Linked DNA regions of Rattus norvegicus: region 1 is linked to region 2. The links are chromatin contacts, called in public Hi-C maps. All regions are on one chromosome and are shown on one strand. Each heading gives the region's core, a stretch centred on a gene start, on an enhancer-like site or on the middle of the called end of the contact. The rest is flanking DNA. Distances are from core to core; before and after follow the strand shown. Region 1 overlaps Ank2 (ankyrin 2). Region 2 holds the start of Camk2d (calcium/calmodulin-dependent protein kinase II delta).

What was found. Hi-C and Micro-C count contacts between places; a contact is called where the count stands out from the background.
Region 1: a contact with region 2 is called in a Hi-C map of the A7r5 cell line, with 2.2 times the contacts expected there. The contact joins the enhancer-like site here to the promoter of Camk2d in region 2. A contact is called at or near these places in 2 of 12 Hi-C or Micro-C datasets (the A7r5 cell line and the Rat2 cell line).

Annotation. Positions count from the first base shown.
Region 1 is chr2:218,060,599-218,063,781 of GRCr8, reverse strand. Ank2 (ankyrin 2) reads left to right here. Exons shown (of 48, transcript NM_001427159.1): 45 at 2,581-2,664; 46 at 2,778-2,942. Among named protein-coding and RNA genes, the nearest start is that of Camk2d, 360 kb to the right of the region's middle. Within about 2 kb of position 1,576, at least 9 of the 93 cell types and tissues checked have an H3K27ac peak or open chromatin away from gene starts, as enhancers often do. A contact at or near this core is called in the A7r5 cell line, where this site is marked.
Region 2 is chr2:217,697,144-217,700,231 of GRCr8, reverse strand. It overlaps Camk2d (calcium/calmodulin-dependent protein kinase II delta), which reads right to left and starts at 1,681. Exons shown (of 21, transcript NM_012519.2): 1 at 1,395-1,681. The coding sequence starts at 1,459.

The DNA.
Region 1 (3,183 bases), core at 327-2,826, 360 kb before region 2:
AAAACTAGTCCTTTCCTGCCCCCTTGTGGGGTGTGGAGACCCAGGTCAAGTCTGTCCAGAAGTGCCTCTGCTGGAGAAATGAACCATCTTGCCAGTGCACTTTGCCAGTTAGGGTTCCTCAGATTGGTCTTAGTAATAACTTAGAAAAAAAACACTGTCCCTAAACCTGTTGTCATCTTTTGTTGTCCAAATGCCTGCCAGTGGCCTGAGAGTGCACTATGACACGTAGTTTGTCATAAGAGAATTTTAAAGTTGTAAGCAGAGGTGCAGGCCATCTTAAGAAATGCTTTGAATCCAGAATTCCCCAAATGTGGTCTAGATGTCCACAGACCTCAGCACTGGCTGAGGAGCTTGCTCCTCCTCACAACTCCTCTCCCCGGAGAAGCCTGGAGAGCAGACTGAGCAAATCCTAATGTGTTTCTCATTAAGTTAGAAATTGCTTTCCTTTGAAGAGTGAGAGTTTTAGACATTTTGTGTTGCGAGATATTTTTTTAAAGACATTATTATAAGGCATCTAAGCATATTGCCGGGCGGTAGGTTCCTGAATGTATTTAATGTATAATCTGGTTTTTAACTTGGATGTTTTCCTTTCAAAGAGAAGGTGGCAGAGCTATAACTTGGGTATTTTGAAATGTATTAAGCTAGTCGAATGTATTCCTTTCTTTCGAAAACAAAACCAATGTCACTTCAGGCTGAGCATAGGAGTCCGTGCCTGTCATCCCAGGACCCTGAAGTCCCAGGCAGAAGGGTCATGATTTTAAAACCACCCTGGCGTAGACCATAGCAAGATGCTGTCAAAACACTTGGAAGGGAAGAAGGGGAGAGAGCAGAAAGAGGAGGGGAAGAGAGGGGAAAGGATGGAGGAATAAGAGTGGAAGGAGGGAGGAAGTCATGGTCCATCGGGAAGAACTGAAAGTTATGACTCCGAAGACATAGTTTCTGATCTAAAATTGTGTTCCTAGCCTCGTCTCCAGCTTTGGATCAAACTCTTAAATCAGAGTATTATCTGAATTTCTTTGAAAAACTAATCTAATATAATTCAAGGCCTACAAATTTTTTTTTAAAGATTTATTTATTTATTATATATAAGTACACTGTAGCTGTCTTCAGATACACCAGAAGAGGGCATCAGATCTCTTTACAGATGGTTGTGAGCCACCATGTGGTTGCTGGGAATTGAACTCATGACCTCTGGAAGAGCAGTCGGGCGCTCTTAACCGCTGAGCCATCTCTCCAGCCCCAAATAGTGGAGGTTGCTTTTTTTTTTTTGGTTCTTTTTTTCGGAGCTGGGGACCGAACCCAGGGCCTTGCGCTTCCTAGGTAAGCGCTCTACCACTGAGCTAAGTCCCCAGCCCCAAGGCCTACAAATTTTGATGCCAGGAAAATGTACCATTAGCTAATATCTCCAGGAAATTCGTCTTACCTTCAGAAAGCTCAGGTACAAGTATGTACTGCTCCATGTGTGGGATAAGAGCTCTATTCTGGACCTCTCAGGACTGGCCCACAGATCCAAAGTGTCTACTGTGTGACTTAGGCCCTGTGTTTGCACCTGGCTATTTCCCAAGAACAAAGACTCATGTGGGAAGCATGTATCCTTAGGACCAACTTTGACAGTCAGCTTTTCCAACAGCTCTCAGGTTGCAGAATTTCACTCTGATTCTGGAAGCAATGAAACTGCATACTTGTTGAGGCTTGAGATCAACACACACGCCTTTTTTCCCCCAGCATAAAATTTCAGAATACGATATGGACGAACACGGAAACTAATAGTAAAGACATTCGATAGCAAATTAGGCGAAACAATGCAGCCACACGTGGTGACTCAGGTCTGTAAACCTGTCATTTGGGGAGTCTGGGACAGGATGAAGGAAAGTTCAAGGTCAGGGTGGTCTCCCAAGTCAGATCCTATCTCTCGAAAAGTTTTGGTTAAATATTTTTAAGAGCAAAGCAAAACAACAAAAAACAATGACTCTTACATGCTTCCACCAGGAGCTAACAGAGGAATTAGGGGAGCTGGAGGCCAGCTCTGATGAGGAGGCCATGGTAACTACCAGGGTGGTCCGACGGAGAGTGATCATTCAGGTATCCACTCTTACGTTACTGCACGTCATCGGGACAGCTCTGTCCTTCACTAAGTGACCCAGAACAACAGAGGCTGAGCATGCTCTGTAGGTAGTGCATGCGTGGAAGGTGGCTCCTATCTTTCTGCCACGTATATAAGGGAACGCAGAGCCAACGATGTTTGCAGCCTTCCTCCTAGAGAGCCGGCGCGCAGAAGAAAGATTCGGCTTTTTGGCTTTCACCTGTCTCTCCTCCTGCTTATTCATTTTTGTTGGTTGATTAACATTTACCTAACTTTGCTCAGATCCTCCTACGCATGACGTTTTTGTAATTTTTTTTTAATCCACCTGCTTAATTGTTTTAATTTTTATTAATCAAACTGACAGGATTTTGCATCTCAGCAATACTCGACATGACGTCTGTCTGGTTTTTCTAACATTTCTCACATTAAAACCACTTGGCTGCAGCTCTTCGGGACAGCGCCAGAGACTTGAGTAACACTTTTCTCCTACTGTTTAGGGAGACGATATGCCTGACATTCCCCCAGAGACAGTCACAGAGGAAGAATACGTCGACGAGAACGGGCACACTGTGGTGAAGAAGGTACTGGCCAGGGGCTCTCTGTAAAGGGCTGACCCCACTCTTCCTTTTCAAATGCTATCCCTAGTGTGGAACCATAACTCAAAATTGAGATAGACTCATGAAATGTCTTTCAGGTTACCCGGAAAATTATCAGGCGGTACGTATCCTCTGATGGCACAGAGAAGGAGGAGATTACCATGCAGGGAATGCCACAGGAGCCAGTCAACATTGAGGATGGGGACAGCTATTCCAAAGTGATAAAGCGTGTGGTATTGAAGAGTGACACCCAGCTGTCAGAGGTGAGGCCACCCAGCCCCACAGGGTTTATTTCATAGAGAAAGACAAAACATAGGGGAAAAAAAGAGTGTTCATTCCTCCTGAATCTCAATTTTACGTGGCCATTATTCTCATTGCCTTTGTTCGATTATTTTCATCTCTATGCTGTGAATGCTTCATAGTTGATAAAAAATCTGAAGTCAAATTTTAGGATTTTTTTTTCTGGCCAGATGTGTGTCATAAAGAAATGGTGTCTAAGTGAAT
Region 2 (3,088 bases), core at 432-2,931:
AGTAATTTTTAATTGACTGGAAACAAACAGATTATTAATCAACAAAATAGAAGGACATGCCAATTATAACCACTCTTGTTTGCACATGAAATTTGAAAACAATTTATAATTCACACTCATAAAACACCAAATGCTCATGGCAAACCCTGCAAAAAGCAGAGACCGGGAACAGAAGAAAAAAAAAACTGCTGCATGTTTATTTCGGTAGAAAACACAATTAACGTGGTTCCAAGTGAAGTAAATATGGCGATTGTTTTCATTAAAACATAAATCTCGAGCTCACTGGTGTGCTTTAACAGGTCCTGGGCTAAGGTGATTTCTCTCTGCCTGGTTTGGGCTGGGGGAGGGGAGAGATTTGAATTAAGCTGCTCTCCCGACATGTCTGCATGTTTCAACAGCTGATCATCTATAAAGATATCATTTTCGTTTGATTTAAAAAATGCTCACACTTCCTTGTATGCAACTGTACTAAAAACCTACAACACACACACACACACACACACACACACACACACACACACACACACACAAATGCATCCTTTCCCTGATAGTGGAAATTAGCGATAGAAGGACTGGTTTGGGATTTGATGCTTGTTACCAACACTCCCGACTGGGTCTCTGGTTGTCCCTGTACGATCTTCAGTAGGTACCCAGTCCCTCTTTAACATCTCAAAGTACTTCTGGCACTTCGGTGGAGGAGGTCCTTTTTCAAAGGCTAGGCTACCCTGGGGAAGCGCTCTCTCGGGCTCCAGGGCTTTTCTCTCTGCCTAGATAAATAAATCCTCTCAGAACCGAGGTACACGTAAATCCTAGAATGATGGTGAGCGAGTCACCTTAGTGCAAAGAAGGATAGCGGATACAGGGCAGGGACGTGGGTTCTGTTGGGTGGCCTTTTCCTGGACGGAACAACTACTTTGGATGCCGAACCAGACTCTCCACCAAACCAAGTTGAACTTTCGGCATCGATAAACAAGGCACCATCTCTGAGAACTAATGCTCATTAGCTCATCCTAACCTGTATCAGACCGCAGATACACCGCGGGCTGAGCAAAAGACATCTACAGAAAAGGTGATAAATGTTGCATTTTACATGCAATCTCCTTTCCTCCCCGAACACACACACACATTCACACTCGCGTGCGCGCACACTTCTCAGGATGACAGCTACAACTGCAGAGATCGTAAATTCACTAAGTCTCCAGTGGAGAGGTGGAGGACCCGAGGAGATGAGCTGGGGATTCGGGGCACCCGCCACACTAGGGCAAAGGTTTCTCCCCACTGTGCCCCACCCGCACCAAGCCATGGTCCGTCACCCCGCCTCGGCCCGCGGGCTCCCTGTCCCCACGGGGGAGACGAGGGGTCGCGGGGAGGAGGTGCCAGGCAGGGACGCTTACTTTCCGAGCTCCTCGAAGAGCTGATACTCGTCGGTGAACCGGGTGCAGGTGGTGGTCGAAGCCATGGCGGGGTCTGGACAGTGCGACGGGCGACACGCGAACAGACGCGGCTTCCCGGGACTGGCACCGCCGCGCTGTCACCCGGGGCCGCCCTCACTTTCCTTGTCCGAAAGTAGCTCGCCGGCGAGGGAGTGCGCGCAGGGGCGGGGCGCGCGGGGCGAGGTGGCCAGACCAGCCCGAGCCGCGATCCTTCTTCCTCCTCCTCCCGCCGGGCGAGCGCTCCCGAAGGGGCGGGGGGGAGGTGTCAGGAGGGGCTGCCGCGGTCACCGAGGCCGCACGGAGAGCTCAACGTAGCGCCCGGGGTGGCGGGCGGCAGTGGCCAAGAGTGAACACCCAAGGGGTCGCTCCTGCGGGCGGAGGCGGCGCTGGTGGCCTGCGCTCTCTCCCCACGGGGCCGCAAGGCTGGGAACCTGCGGGCGACAGAGTGCGCTCACTCGGCTCAGGCGAATCTGGCAGCCGCGGCTCCTCCCCGGCGCCTCCTCCCGCCTCTCCCCGCCCAGCGAAGCCCCCTCCTCGCCAGCCCCACACCTCCCTCTAGCGACTCCAGCCGCGTCCCTCCGGGCTGCTCTCCCGCAGCCGTCTAAGGAGACCGGAGGGAGGAGATGTGCAGAGCCCCGGGGAGCGCGCTTAAGGGGACGGGACAGAGATGTCGCAGTGACCCACGAAGGGACGGAAAGATGAGGGACAACTCGCAGCTCCCACACCCGGGATGTCTCTACCCCGGCAGTGATGGCCGTGATGCCGGGGAAACCGAGAGCGGGATGCAACCCTTGCATCTGGGCGCGGTTCGTGTTTACTGCTCCCAGACCCCAGCCCTACGTCTCCCGGCTCACAGTGACTACCGGGGGCTGCCAGCCCTGGCCACCTCTGCTTCGCCTGGCCGTCCCTTAGCTAGGAGCAAGGATGGTCAGGGCACCACGTTTCGATTCAGTTTTTACTTTCACCTCTTCGCCCTCCTCTCCCGTTGTTTTCCCAACTAGGGCGATCCCCAAAAGCATTTGCTTGGCCATAAAGCCTAACATAATGAAAGCAAGAAGTGCACCACGCTGCCACACCTTCCTTCCTCTCCAGAGTAACTCCCCTGTAACCTCAGCAAGTTCTGATAGTAAGAAGGGCTCTCGCGAGATGTCCCACTGTTGGTGGCAAGGGGGTGGGGCGTTAGGAAGGTTGGCTGCGGGTCACGCGACCCAGAATGGGGCTGACGTCATTAGCGTCACGTGAGCGTGTCTAGCCTGTTTCTCTTTGCAGAGGGAGAAGGAAAGGGAGAGGGAGGTCACAAGTTCTTTGCTTGCAGTCTCAAAGAGCTGGTCAGGTAGGGGCACAGGAATGTACTCCCTCAAGGGCTATCTGAAAAACCATTTAAGAGTTCAAGAGCGTGGCCTACAATTAAACATATGTGACACAGTTGCTTAAAAGTGAGCATGGAGAAAAAAATTAGCATGTAAGGTAGGTAAGTTGTAACTGGCTGCTAAGATCACTTCGGGGCCTTCTTTCCAGTTCCCAGTCTTTAATAAACGAGGCAATTGCAGATTTAGAGGACTATGGAAAATAGAAACATCATGAAGTTTTTTTTTAATTTTTTTCTTCAGATTGTTGCTTTTTGTTCTATAGCAGGAAACCATAAAATCCTTCAC